Regions from separate parts of the Mus musculus genome. Here region 2 is linked to region 1. A link is a contact called in public Hi-C data. All regions are on one chromosome and are shown on one strand. The core of a region is the stretch at or near the end of the contact, and the rest is flanking DNA. Distances in the headings are between cores, read along the strand shown. Region 1 has its middle 40 kb from the start of Gm12153. Region 2 has its middle 200 kb from the start of Gm12153.

Region 1 (5,482 bases), core at 2,081-4,580:
TTTTGGTCAGGAGACAGAAGGCACAGTTGTGGGAGGTGGCTTCCAAGGCGACTGTCTAAGAAGAATGGTAGGGGTCACGCTTCCTCTGAGCATCCCTTCCAAATGGGCCTAGCTCTTGGAGATAGATACTGGCAAAACATGGCTACCTTTCTTCCAGGATTGGACCATAGTTTTGCAATGTCTTGGATCTCAGGTGATGCGTCTGGCTCACATCTAAGTGCAGTGAAGAAGTTTTCCTTGCTACTGGATTTATGCAGCAGGTACCCTCACTTGCTGAACTATCCTGCTGGCACCCTATATTTTGGATCTTATTATCCTTAAAGGTCTATATGTTAACAGTCTGGCCTGCAGCTTGGTTCCCCCTGAGAGGTGGTAGAACCTTTAAAAACATGTTTGGGGTAGGTATTTGGTCAGTGGGTTATCATTGAAAGGGATTGTGGAGCCCTGGTCTCCTCTTTCTCTTTCTTTTGTACAGAGCTGTAAGACCTCTAGGTCTCTTCCATCCAATGCTACCACAGGCAGCAACAGGGCCAAGCTCTCTTGAACTGAAACTTTCAAAACTGTGAGCCCAAATAAAGCTTCCTTATTTAGGTTCTTACCTCTGGCATCTCATTACAGTAACAGAAAGCTGGCTAACGGGATGGTTAAGAGAGAGGATACCATTTCCAAATTAATGATGCTTTCCCCTGTTTACTTGCTCCAGTCTCTGCCTTTTCTTGTCTGAAAAAAAAAATAAATGGCAATCATAATACTTGCCTGTTTGGCTTTTTGAGAGACTTACCTGAGAAGACAGGTGCTAAGTGCTGGGGCCAGGGCCTGGCTCAGGTAAATATTAAGCAGCTGCCTGGAATACACATGTGGGAATATCACACTGAAAATTTTAATGATTTTCTTGGGAGTAAATGCAGTGTGAACACAGAACCCTTCTGTTCAGGATTTCATGGATTCTCCACAACCTTTATTTTTCTCCCTCCTTTATTTATTGTGATTTGTATTTATGTGAACCAACTTGAATGTCAATGAAAACCAATAGGATGAAGTCTCTTGGTATTACTGATCCCAGGCAAGTAAGTGCAGCGGGGAGGGGGAGGGGTCTCCCCTTCGCTCTAGATGGAACAAAGACCTTTTCTACCTGTGTATTATAAGAGAAGGAATGGATGGCACAAAACCAGAACACTGACCTGAAGACAGAAGAGTTGCATCAGAGGCAGTAATTGCCCAATAATTAATAATCCAGACTAATTACGATCTATGCTCAACAAGCGCTCAGAGATGTGGAATGCAGGCTTCTGTATTGGACAGTTCCAGTGTGTCCTGAACCAGTTACAACTCTGTGGGGTTTAGTTTCTGAATTTTTACAGTGCAGAGGTTGATTGATTTTATTATTATTATTATTATTATTATTATTATTATTAAGAAAAAATCCTTTTGTCAAGTAAAGTCCCAAGCCGTCCTGTATGAGAACAAACAGGAATGACAGGAACAAGAAGCAAAGCATATTAGAAGCACTGCAGCCATCCTGGGTGGCTTGTAACTCTCCAAAAGAGAGAGAGAGGTCCTCATGGCTGCTTCTAAGAGCTTATGGCAGGCCTTCAAAAATAGTGTGTGTGTGTGTGTGTGTGTATGTGTGTGTGAGTGTGCATGCAAGTGTGTGTGTGTGTGTGTGTGTGTATGTATATGTTTGTGTGTGCATGTGCATGTGTGTGTGTGTACATTTATGTGTGTGAGAGAGTGTTTGTCATATTGAGGATTCAAAGTTGACCTCAGATGTTTTTCTAAGTCATCTTATTCTTTTAAAGGTTTATTTTATTTATTCGTTTTTTACATTATTATTAAAAACCTTGGAAGTAAATAAATATATCACACACCAAAATTAACCAGAAAATTAAAAAATTGCATGTATGTATGTATGTATGTATGTATGCATGTATGTGCATTTATATGTGTGTGCGTGTGTGTGATATATGACTATGGTGCTTCTGGTGCCAGAAAAGGGTGTCAGATTCCTTGGAGCCGGAGTGATTGGCAGTTGTGGGCCAGATGGTGTTGGTGCTGAGAACCAAACCCAGGTCCTCGGCAGGAACAACATGTACTCTTAACTACTGAGCCATCTCTCCAGGTCCCGTTCTAAATAGTTTTGATTAGGTGGAAGCTCTACTTTTAATCATCTAGAATATTCCATATCTCCATAAGAAAGAGCCTAGGCCTAAGCTTGACTTCTTAGGTTGCTGTAGAAGTGAACATCTTATCTGTCATTTTAGACTTTCTCTGAGATAAGCTTTGTAGTTAGCATCTTGCAGACACATTAGTCCTAGCAACCTTTCTGGAAAGTGGCCATGATTATTTCCATTTTCTCATGATAGAAGCTGAGACTTAGAGAGGTTAAGTGGCCCAAAGTGACATAGCTCTGGTGATGGCCCACGTTCTTTATCATTTATCTAGCCTCTGACTGATGATGCTAAGGCCAGAGGGATTTAATCTGCGGCTGGCTTTTATTGCCTTGCTCCCTGCTGAAAACCAGAGAGTCTGTGATTGTTTAGAAGGGGTTGCCAGATGTATATTTTGTTAAAAGATCATGGAAACTCACATGCCATGCACATAAATAATTTACACCCTGGATGCACTTGTGCCTTTATGAGCCTTCCTTTCCAACATGGAAGCCCAGGAAAAATCATTACAGGTGGACCTTGGAGACAGATGATCTGTTGAGTTTCGTAGATGATCCAGATGTCCTTGGGCCAGGTGGGGAATATTGCTTTCTCTTTTGGTTTCAATCAGCTCTCTTCTCTTACTGGCCAAATTCCCGAGTTTATCCCCACTAGGTCATCCGACCAACTAGGTTGGAGTCAAGCTTTGGATGAGCCAGACACCTGTTACTCAGGGTGACTCAAGGCAAGGCTAAGCTAACAGCTGTCTTGACAGTTCAGTGATGCAGATGGCCCAGGAAACAAACTGGCCCCAAACTGTCCCTCTGACTCACCAGCTTCTGCGTGACTGGACTCTCTTGTTCTTCTCTCTCCTGCCTGGACTGATTTTCTGTTTACAAAGCACTTTAAAATCCGTTCTCTTACTCACCTCCCACCCCACCCCTATTACCCCTGGTAACTCTGTACTCCCGGTCTCTGTCTCCAGATGCAGAAACTGCATCCATGTGGAATTCACGATTGGTCCCAAATCGCAGAGTTCCTAATTAGGAGAGCAATGACTCAAATACAGACTTTCTGTCTCCAAGTGACATATCCCAACTCTGACTCAGACAAAGTGATTTGAAATTCTCTACCTTCCTCCTCTCCCAGTCTGACCCCGACTTCATCAGCCTCAGCTTGCTCATCTGAGGCTGAGCATTTCTGCTATAGAGCCTGGGTATCATTCCTTAGAGGACAGACGGCGTGACATCTATATGAGCCTTCAAGTCTGTCCTTCCACTGTGTCATTAGGTCACTGACATTTACTGTCTACTGTGTACTTGACACTGAGTTTAAGCCTAGACTAAAAGGAGGGATGAGCATTCACATGGCTTACTCATCGGGCTGGGGAAGCTTGCTTGATTTCCTCTCTTCTTTGTTGTTGGCTTCTTCTCCTTTTTTTAGTCTTAAAATCTTATTTGTCCTACCTCAAAGAAAAAAAAAAACAAAGACAAAATCTGAAACAAACAAAACACACTCTCAAGCAGAGAGGAGGACTTGGGTGGACAAAGTCAGATCTACAGCTATTGGGAGGAACAGACTGGAGTGTCAAGTGTGGAGTCAAAGCACAGGCTTGGTGATGGGACAGGGTACAGAGCCCCTGCAGGATGCAGATGCATAAATAGGCTCCTGTGTCATCATCATTGTCGTCATCTTCTCCTCCTCCTCTTTCTTCCTCTTCTTCCTCTTCTTCTCTTCTTCTCCCCCTCTTCCTCCTCCTCTTCTTCTTCCTCTACTCCTCCTCCCCATCCGCTTCACCTCCTTCTCCCCATCCTCTCCTCTCCCCCATCCTTCTCCTACTCCTTCTTTTTCCTCTCCTTCTCTTGATTTTTTGATTCAGAGTCTTAGGTAGCCCAGACCATTCTCCAACTTACTATGCAGCTGAGGATAAATCTTGAACATCTGATCTTCCTGCCTCTACTTCCCCAATTGGGATTCCAGTCTTGTACCATCACACCTGATTTATGTAGTAGTTAGGGTACTTTGTACATGCTAGGCAAGTATTCTGTCATTGGAGTCACACTGCTAGCGTTGGGAAATTTGATGATACATCTGAATCACAAGGAAACAGGTGATGGGGGCTGAGTACCTCTGAGAGATGAGCACCATCTCTTGATTCCCAGATGTCCCTAGAGGCCTATTCCTCTTACTCCAAAATCTGCCTGGTTGCTGAAGATGTGCACATTTGAGATTCTCATGCACAGTGCTCCAGCCTGGCTATACCTGCATTTCCTGGAGCTTGTACTCCCAAGTAGAGTTATTTTCTCCTCAAATTCTTCTCTTTTCCATGGTCCCTGGTCTCCCTACAGGGATGGATACTATAGAGGTTGCAAATGGGCAGTGCAGGAGACTGTCCACTCATACTATAAAGCATTCAGCTTTGTGCTCAGTTCCCAGAGTGATTGGCCAAGAAAATCTGGGAATTGAAAGATCTCCAAGGTGGGTAGAGTGGTCCATGTCTTTAATTTCAACACTTCAGAGACAGAGGTGGGCAGATCTCTGTATGTTCAAGGCCAGACTGGTTTACATAGCAAGTTCCAAGATAGCCGGGGCTATGCAGTAACATCCTATCTCAAGAAGAAAAGCAACCATCAATCAATCAGTCAATCAGTCAACCAAGCAAATGAAAACAAGACCCCTAGCCCTGCCTACTGAAGAGCAAAATGGAGGAGGGCTGGGGATGTAATGTTTGCACCAGGGGCTGGTAGCTACTCAGTGTGAGCTGGAAAGCTATTTGTTTGTTATTAGTTAGTTCTGTTGGACTGATCTCACCCTGAGATGTAATCTTGTTAAGCCAAGGCTACTTGATGACCACACAAATTCATCCTTTACTCTGCAGTGGGACAGATGTTCTCCCACTGCCCTTTTTGCTTCTGTGAAAAGTCATCAAAGTGTTTTCTGCTTCCTCCTGAGTATGCTTTCATGAAAAAGGAACCCAAAGGCATGTCTTCTTGCACATGCGCCAAAGCAAACACTGTCCAGAGCTCTGAATTGTTTTTGTGCCCTGCCTGAATTCTTTGAAAACCCTGAAAATGATCTAATTTCCTTATTTATTTGTTTTGTGAAGCAAAGTGGCTCATTGTAGCTGATGACTTCCTGGTAGTTATTCTTTGTTCTAGGACCTCATAGGGGTGGACATTCGTTTCCAGGAATGCTACTTATTAATTTAAGTGTGTGTGTGTGTGTGTGTGTGTGTGTTGTGCATGCCTGTATGTTTTCATGTGTAGTGTTACGTCTGTGTGTACTTTCCTGTGAGGTCCAAAGTTGGCATTAGGGTGTCTTCCTCAATTACTTTC
Region 2 (5,482 bases), core at 1,301-3,800, 240 kb after region 1:
ATCGATACAGCAATAGAAGAGAAAACCATCATGGCAGGCAGGGCCTCATTTTGAAACACTCTGTATTCAAAGCACTTTAGCCATGCATTCAGGATAAAGATATTAAGTTCCGTGTGCCAGGGACAAGGATAAGTAAATAAGACAGATGCAATTAATCTCCTCACCAAGCTAGTGAGTAAGAGAGAGAAGCAGGAAATCACTGCTCTGCAGGATGAGCACCATACTTGTGGAAGTGCAGGTCACTTAAGCAATCCTGGGAGATCAGCAAAGGTTTACTGTCCAGCGAGTTAACCAGGACTTCATCAGAAGGAAACGTGTGAAATGAGGAGCTCATTTGTAGATAATTGTGAAGCTGGGTCTTAGGTTCAGTTAGCTGGGTAGATGGTAATTTGATGGAATTTGTTTAAAAAAGTACAGAAAAAAAGTATATTTTGGAGGGAGAGAATTGTGGGGTAGGGAATAGGAGTTTATTTCGGGATGTTGACAGATTGGCACTAACTCCTGAAGATGATATCCAAATGGCAGTTATATCCGAGAGTCTAGATTTCAGGAGAGACACGAACTGAGAGATAAATTTGTGATTCAACCATATGTATGTGTATGGTATAATAAAGGAAATATATAGTCTTTGCCCCAATTTCCAGAACATAGCTTCTAGAACCTTGGAGTCTCCTGAGTGATGAAATGTCTTTATTATTCTACATAAATAACTCATGGTAGCTTCCAGGTAGTTTTAGGGTAGGGACTGGTCACCAAACAAAGACCAGGTACATCACCAGGGATGTACCTAAACTTTGAACTAGATAGCTAAGCCTTCAGCGAAAAGAGGGGCTGGAGACAGTTCAGTCACAACGCTAAGGATTTAACTAACAGTATCTGTATAATAGCAGACCAGAAAGAAAAAAAAAACTGTTATACTTGAGAGTTAAGAGTTTGCTGATTAGTGGATGCATGGATGCATTAGGAAAGTGATGTGCCTGGATTCCACGAAGAAAGGGCTTTGTCAACTTGACATAAATCTAGACTCATCTGGGAAGAGGGAGTCACAACTGAGGACATGCCTCTCTCACTTTGAACCATAGCCAAGTCTGATGAGGTAACACAAGGGCATCTTCTTGATTACTGATTAGGTGGGAAAATCCAGCTTACTAGGGGCATTACAGTCCCTGGGCAAGTGGTCCTGGCAAGTAGCTGGACATGAACCCAAGGAGCAAGCCAGTAATCAACGTTCTTCCTTATGTACAAGCAAGAGTTCTCTGCTTCAGTTCCTACCTTCGGATGCCTGTCATCCTCTGATTGGCTTCCCCTAATAATGGACTATAAGCAAACTTACAAAACTAGACCAAAAACAAAGAAACTGATCATTCTTTCTATTTAAATCTTCTGTCTAGCTGCTCTTCAAGTGCATCTGTTATAATTAAGCTGTGATCATGAACAATGTAGCCCTTTCAGAAAATTCTGAGGGCCTGACAAATTATTAACTCTGAAGAGACTATGAGACCTTCTTAATTTGTAATTAGTCTTTTAGTCATGTGGGTTCTCCCTGGGATTTGGGGCTGGTATCTGAGTAGGGCAATCTTGTGAAGACTCTGCCTTTAACCCATGTGGTCATCAAATTTTGTAAGCAAGAGGCAGAGATGACAGGAAAAACAGCTATGAGTAATTTGAGAATTCAGACTGTTCATTGCTTAGCACAGTGTATGGAAATTCTCTGATGGGTCTGACTTAATTCAAGTGCCTGTCAGTGGACCAATCAATCATCATTTGGATGAAAGTGGAGATGGTACTCAGTCAACACGGACCCAGCAGCAGTAGCAACCTGGGCTAAGTCCTACTTTGTAGAGCTTTCCCCATTACCTTGTGGATGGGATGAGACTGTGGACGTCAGTCCTTGGAGAAGCACAGTTTAAAAGTGGACGTTGGACAGCTGCATGTGAGCCAGTCAAGCCTACAGAAAAACAAGCCCAATATTGCTTCAGAAGAATCCATTTGGTGCCGGGCTTCTTCCAAACCTGTTCAAATGGGAAGCGTGCCCTGCTTGTCTAGGACAGGCCTCCCCCCTAGACTGAGAACACCCTCCCCTCCCATTCCTGGATCAGGTGACTTGAAATTAACTCTCTCTCTTGTACATGTGCACTCTTTCCATCTCTCTTAGTATCATGAATCTGCGCCCAAGCATCTGTAACAGTTACTTTTCTTGTTGCTGAGATGAAATCCCTTAATAATACTGCTAAACGAAGAAAGGTTTAGTTTGGCTCGTGGGTTGAAGGCACTTTCCATTATTTTGAGGAAGGCGAGGCACCAGGAGTGTGTGACAGCTAGTCACATCATATATGCAGTCAGGAAGTGACAGAGACATTAACTCTGGTTTCCGGCTCACTTTCTCCTTGTTATTTAGTCTGAGACCCCAGCTCACTGGCATTGTGCCACCCATGTTCAGAGTGAGGTTTTTCATCTTCAGTTAAACCTTTCAGGAAACACTTCTATGAACATGCCCAGAGAAGTGTTTCTAAATCTGATCAAGTTGACAGTGAAGATTACTCATCACAGGCATTCAGTCCAGCTTCCAGAGTAGACATTAACAAAATGTCACTCTCCCTGTAAGGCTCCTTTATATAGACCATCCATTAACCCCTGTCCATTTGCAGTCATACGTCAGGAAGTATATTCCACTGTGTTCATTTCTGTACAGCTGTGAGCATTTCCTTACTTTGTGCAGGATGAAGCCAACATGCAGGGGCATGTGGGCATGAGAACTAAACAGAGCACCAATACTACTGAAGTACTGGCCTCCGTGCACCTGTGACCCTTTCCTTCCCCATCACGTGATGCTCATTCTTGTGTTCTGGGTCTGCTGCATCTCCTTCTGCTTTAGCAACTTGGGGAATGGTATCTATCCCTTGCTACAGGAATAATTAACCAATGCTGCTTTACGAACGCTTGCAGTTCTAAACAAAGACCAGAGAGCTAATGGATACTTGGCTGATTGCCTCCTCAACACGTATTGACTCCAGTCTTGCTGAGGGATGCCATCCTGGGAAAGTATTGACTGCCATAGATTCCAACCAGGAGATGTAACCATAGGTAATTCACACTTGCAGTACTTGTGAAAGCCATGTCCAGCAACTGGCAGGGGAGAAAAAAATGAAAACAACTGAAGGGTCCCTCTGTTGGGAGGGGGAAAGACAGATGCAAAGACCAACCATCGCTTTACCCTAAGATGACACTTCAAAGTCTGGCATGGGGCAGTAGCTTGGGGAATAGTACTCTGGACAAGGACCAGAATCCATGGATCTTTATCCTAGATGCACTGGTTTGAGGATGGCCATGAGCCTTGTGCTTTCTCTTCTATAAAGAAAGAAGTGAAGGGAGAAAATGACCAACCTTTTTTTTTAAGGTGGAAAAAAATAAAACAAAACAAAACAAATCCTCCCCTTTATTGTTCCTTTCCAATGTTCACAGCCTCGTATAACCCATAGAAAATCTAACCATCAAAGTAATAATCGTTTTATATAGCAGGGACTTACTTGGGGATGTGAATGGGCCTATAAGCTTTGCTGTTGTAAATGAGTTTGGCACCCCTATAAAAGAAGTCCCAGAATGGGGCTGGAGATGGAGCTCAGTCCGTAGAGCTCTTGCCAGCAATACACAAAGTCCTTGGCTCTATCTATACTCTGTGCTGCATTAATCACGTGTGCTGTACATCTGTAATGCTAGCTCCTTGGACTTGGAAGAGGTAGGAAGATAAGTTCAAGGTCATTTTCTGCTACATAATGAGTTTGAGACAGTCTGGGTAACATGTAAAACTCTCTCTCTCTCTCTCTCTCTCTCTCTCTCTCTCTCTCTCTCTCTCTCTCTCTCCCTCTAAATTCCAGAAGCTGTCTTGTCCTCCCCTATGAGATGAAACACAGAAGGGCCACTGATGAGGAATAAGACACTGAATACACCAATACCTTGAACTTAAACTGTTCTGCCTACCAAATTATGAGTAATAAAGTCTATCCTATACATGTTATCCAGTTTAAAATATTTTGCTAAAATGATCCAAACGGATCCACATGATGAAATAAATCATCACCGTCTGTGCAATTTTGTCCTTATTAAATGCATCAGAAACCAACCAACAAATAAAACATTAGCATAACAGCCACAAAACACTATGCCTGCAGTCCTAATTACCCATGCCTTTTGTACAGTAGGCTATATGTTGAATTTTGACTCCATATTCCTTAACAGCTTCCCATACCAATCCACTGCCCTAACTAGTGTCAGACTCAAATATCACAGCAGTGTGTTGTAGAACCTCAAAAGTATTTAATATAGGAGAGAAATGCAGAGTCAGCAAATACTAGCCCTCTAGCATATAGCACATACTATACTGTGTTTTTCAGAGTGTGAGAACCTGGACTCCCATCGTTTCATGACACTTACATCTGTTTTCCCTGTGCTCAATGGTTTGGCCTCCAGCTAGGAGCTCTGACTCTCATTCCAGACTCACTGGGCCAGGTTGTTTCTGAGGGCACAAATACCCAGAACTCCTGTGCAAAGTCTGGGGCACTGTAGCCTTGGCTCCCCTCAAAGAGGGTATATAAACCTCCATTACACTGTATCTCACTTAATAAGGAAGTACGGTTTAACCAGATTAGTCAATTTTATATTGAATAATCCTGTTATGTTGAGTAATTTTATAATAAATATGAGTCATTTGGAAAGACAGTCTCTCTTGGGTTTTTGCTCATTACAATACATGTTAGGGAGTGAATGTGACTCACTGAAGACCTTAGACCTCCCAATCTAAACAATGAGCCTCCCACAAATGAAGCTGTGTGTCTCCATGGATATGCACATTCTCACTCTCTATGCTGAACACGACTCAACTTCCTCTCTACTCCAAGGTCAGAAGACCCAAAGGAGCCAAAATCTGTCTCCTAAACCTATGAAGAAGGTGGGCAGTGTAGAACCCATGGCCACTCATCTATATTTAATCATCTCGGCTCTTTATGCAGTTTAACATTTACTTTCCACTCATCCCTGTTTGTTTGGCTGATAAGAAAGCAAACTTGAGATATCTGACATGTTCATAAGGGAAAGATTTTCCAGTCATCATCTGTGATCAACCCCTCACAGCCAGACACATATGTCAAGCTTAGCCTGGTGGAAGGAGAACCAGGATTTTTGCTACCGAAATCTCTGCTGCTAGAATCTGTCACCTCTAGTCATGTGTCTTTCTGACTCTCTGTGGGTTTTGTTTTCTACTCCATCCTTCCCTAGCTTGAGATTAGCTCTATGGTATAGTTTGGAGAAGAAAGGACTGCATGGAGGAAAAATAATTGAACAGAGCACATCGAGAAGAATCCTCTGTAAACCTAATGCCTGGTTCCTAGTGTGGGTGCTCCTGGTCTTCCTTTGTGGCCAGTTAATATCTGAGAGCAGTTAGTGAGCAGGCCAAGTAGCAGCTGAAATATCACACTTCCTTCGATCG

What was found. A called contact is a pair of places that touch in the nucleus more often than the background predicts.
Region 2: a Hi-C map of the N1E-115 cell line shows a contact between it and region 1, with 11 times the contacts expected there. The contact joins two enhancer-like sites. A contact is called at or near these places in 7 of 484 Hi-C or Micro-C datasets (the C2C12 cell line, the HL-1 cell line, the N1E-115 cell line and 3 more) and 4 of 115 datasets of contacts at active chromatin or transcription factors (VIP interneurons, fibro-adipogenic progenitors, heart atrium and 1 more).

The regions. Positions count from the first base shown.
Region 1 is chr11:43,916,766-43,922,247 of GRCm38.p6, forward strand. No RefSeq gene overlaps it. Among named protein-coding and RNA genes, the nearest start is that of Gm12153, 40 kb to the right of the region's middle. Within about 2 kb of position 3,331, at least 55 of the 459 cell types and tissues checked have an H3K27ac peak or open chromatin away from gene starts, as enhancers often do. A contact at or near this core is called in the N1E-115 cell line, where this site is marked.
Region 2 is chr11:44,159,606-44,165,087 of GRCm38.p6, forward strand. No RefSeq gene overlaps it. Among named protein-coding and RNA genes, the nearest start is that of Gm12153, 200 kb to the left of the region's middle. Within about 2 kb of position 2,551, at least 8 of the 459 cell types and tissues checked have an H3K27ac peak or open chromatin away from gene starts, as enhancers often do. A contact at or near this core is called in the N1E-115 cell line, where this site is marked.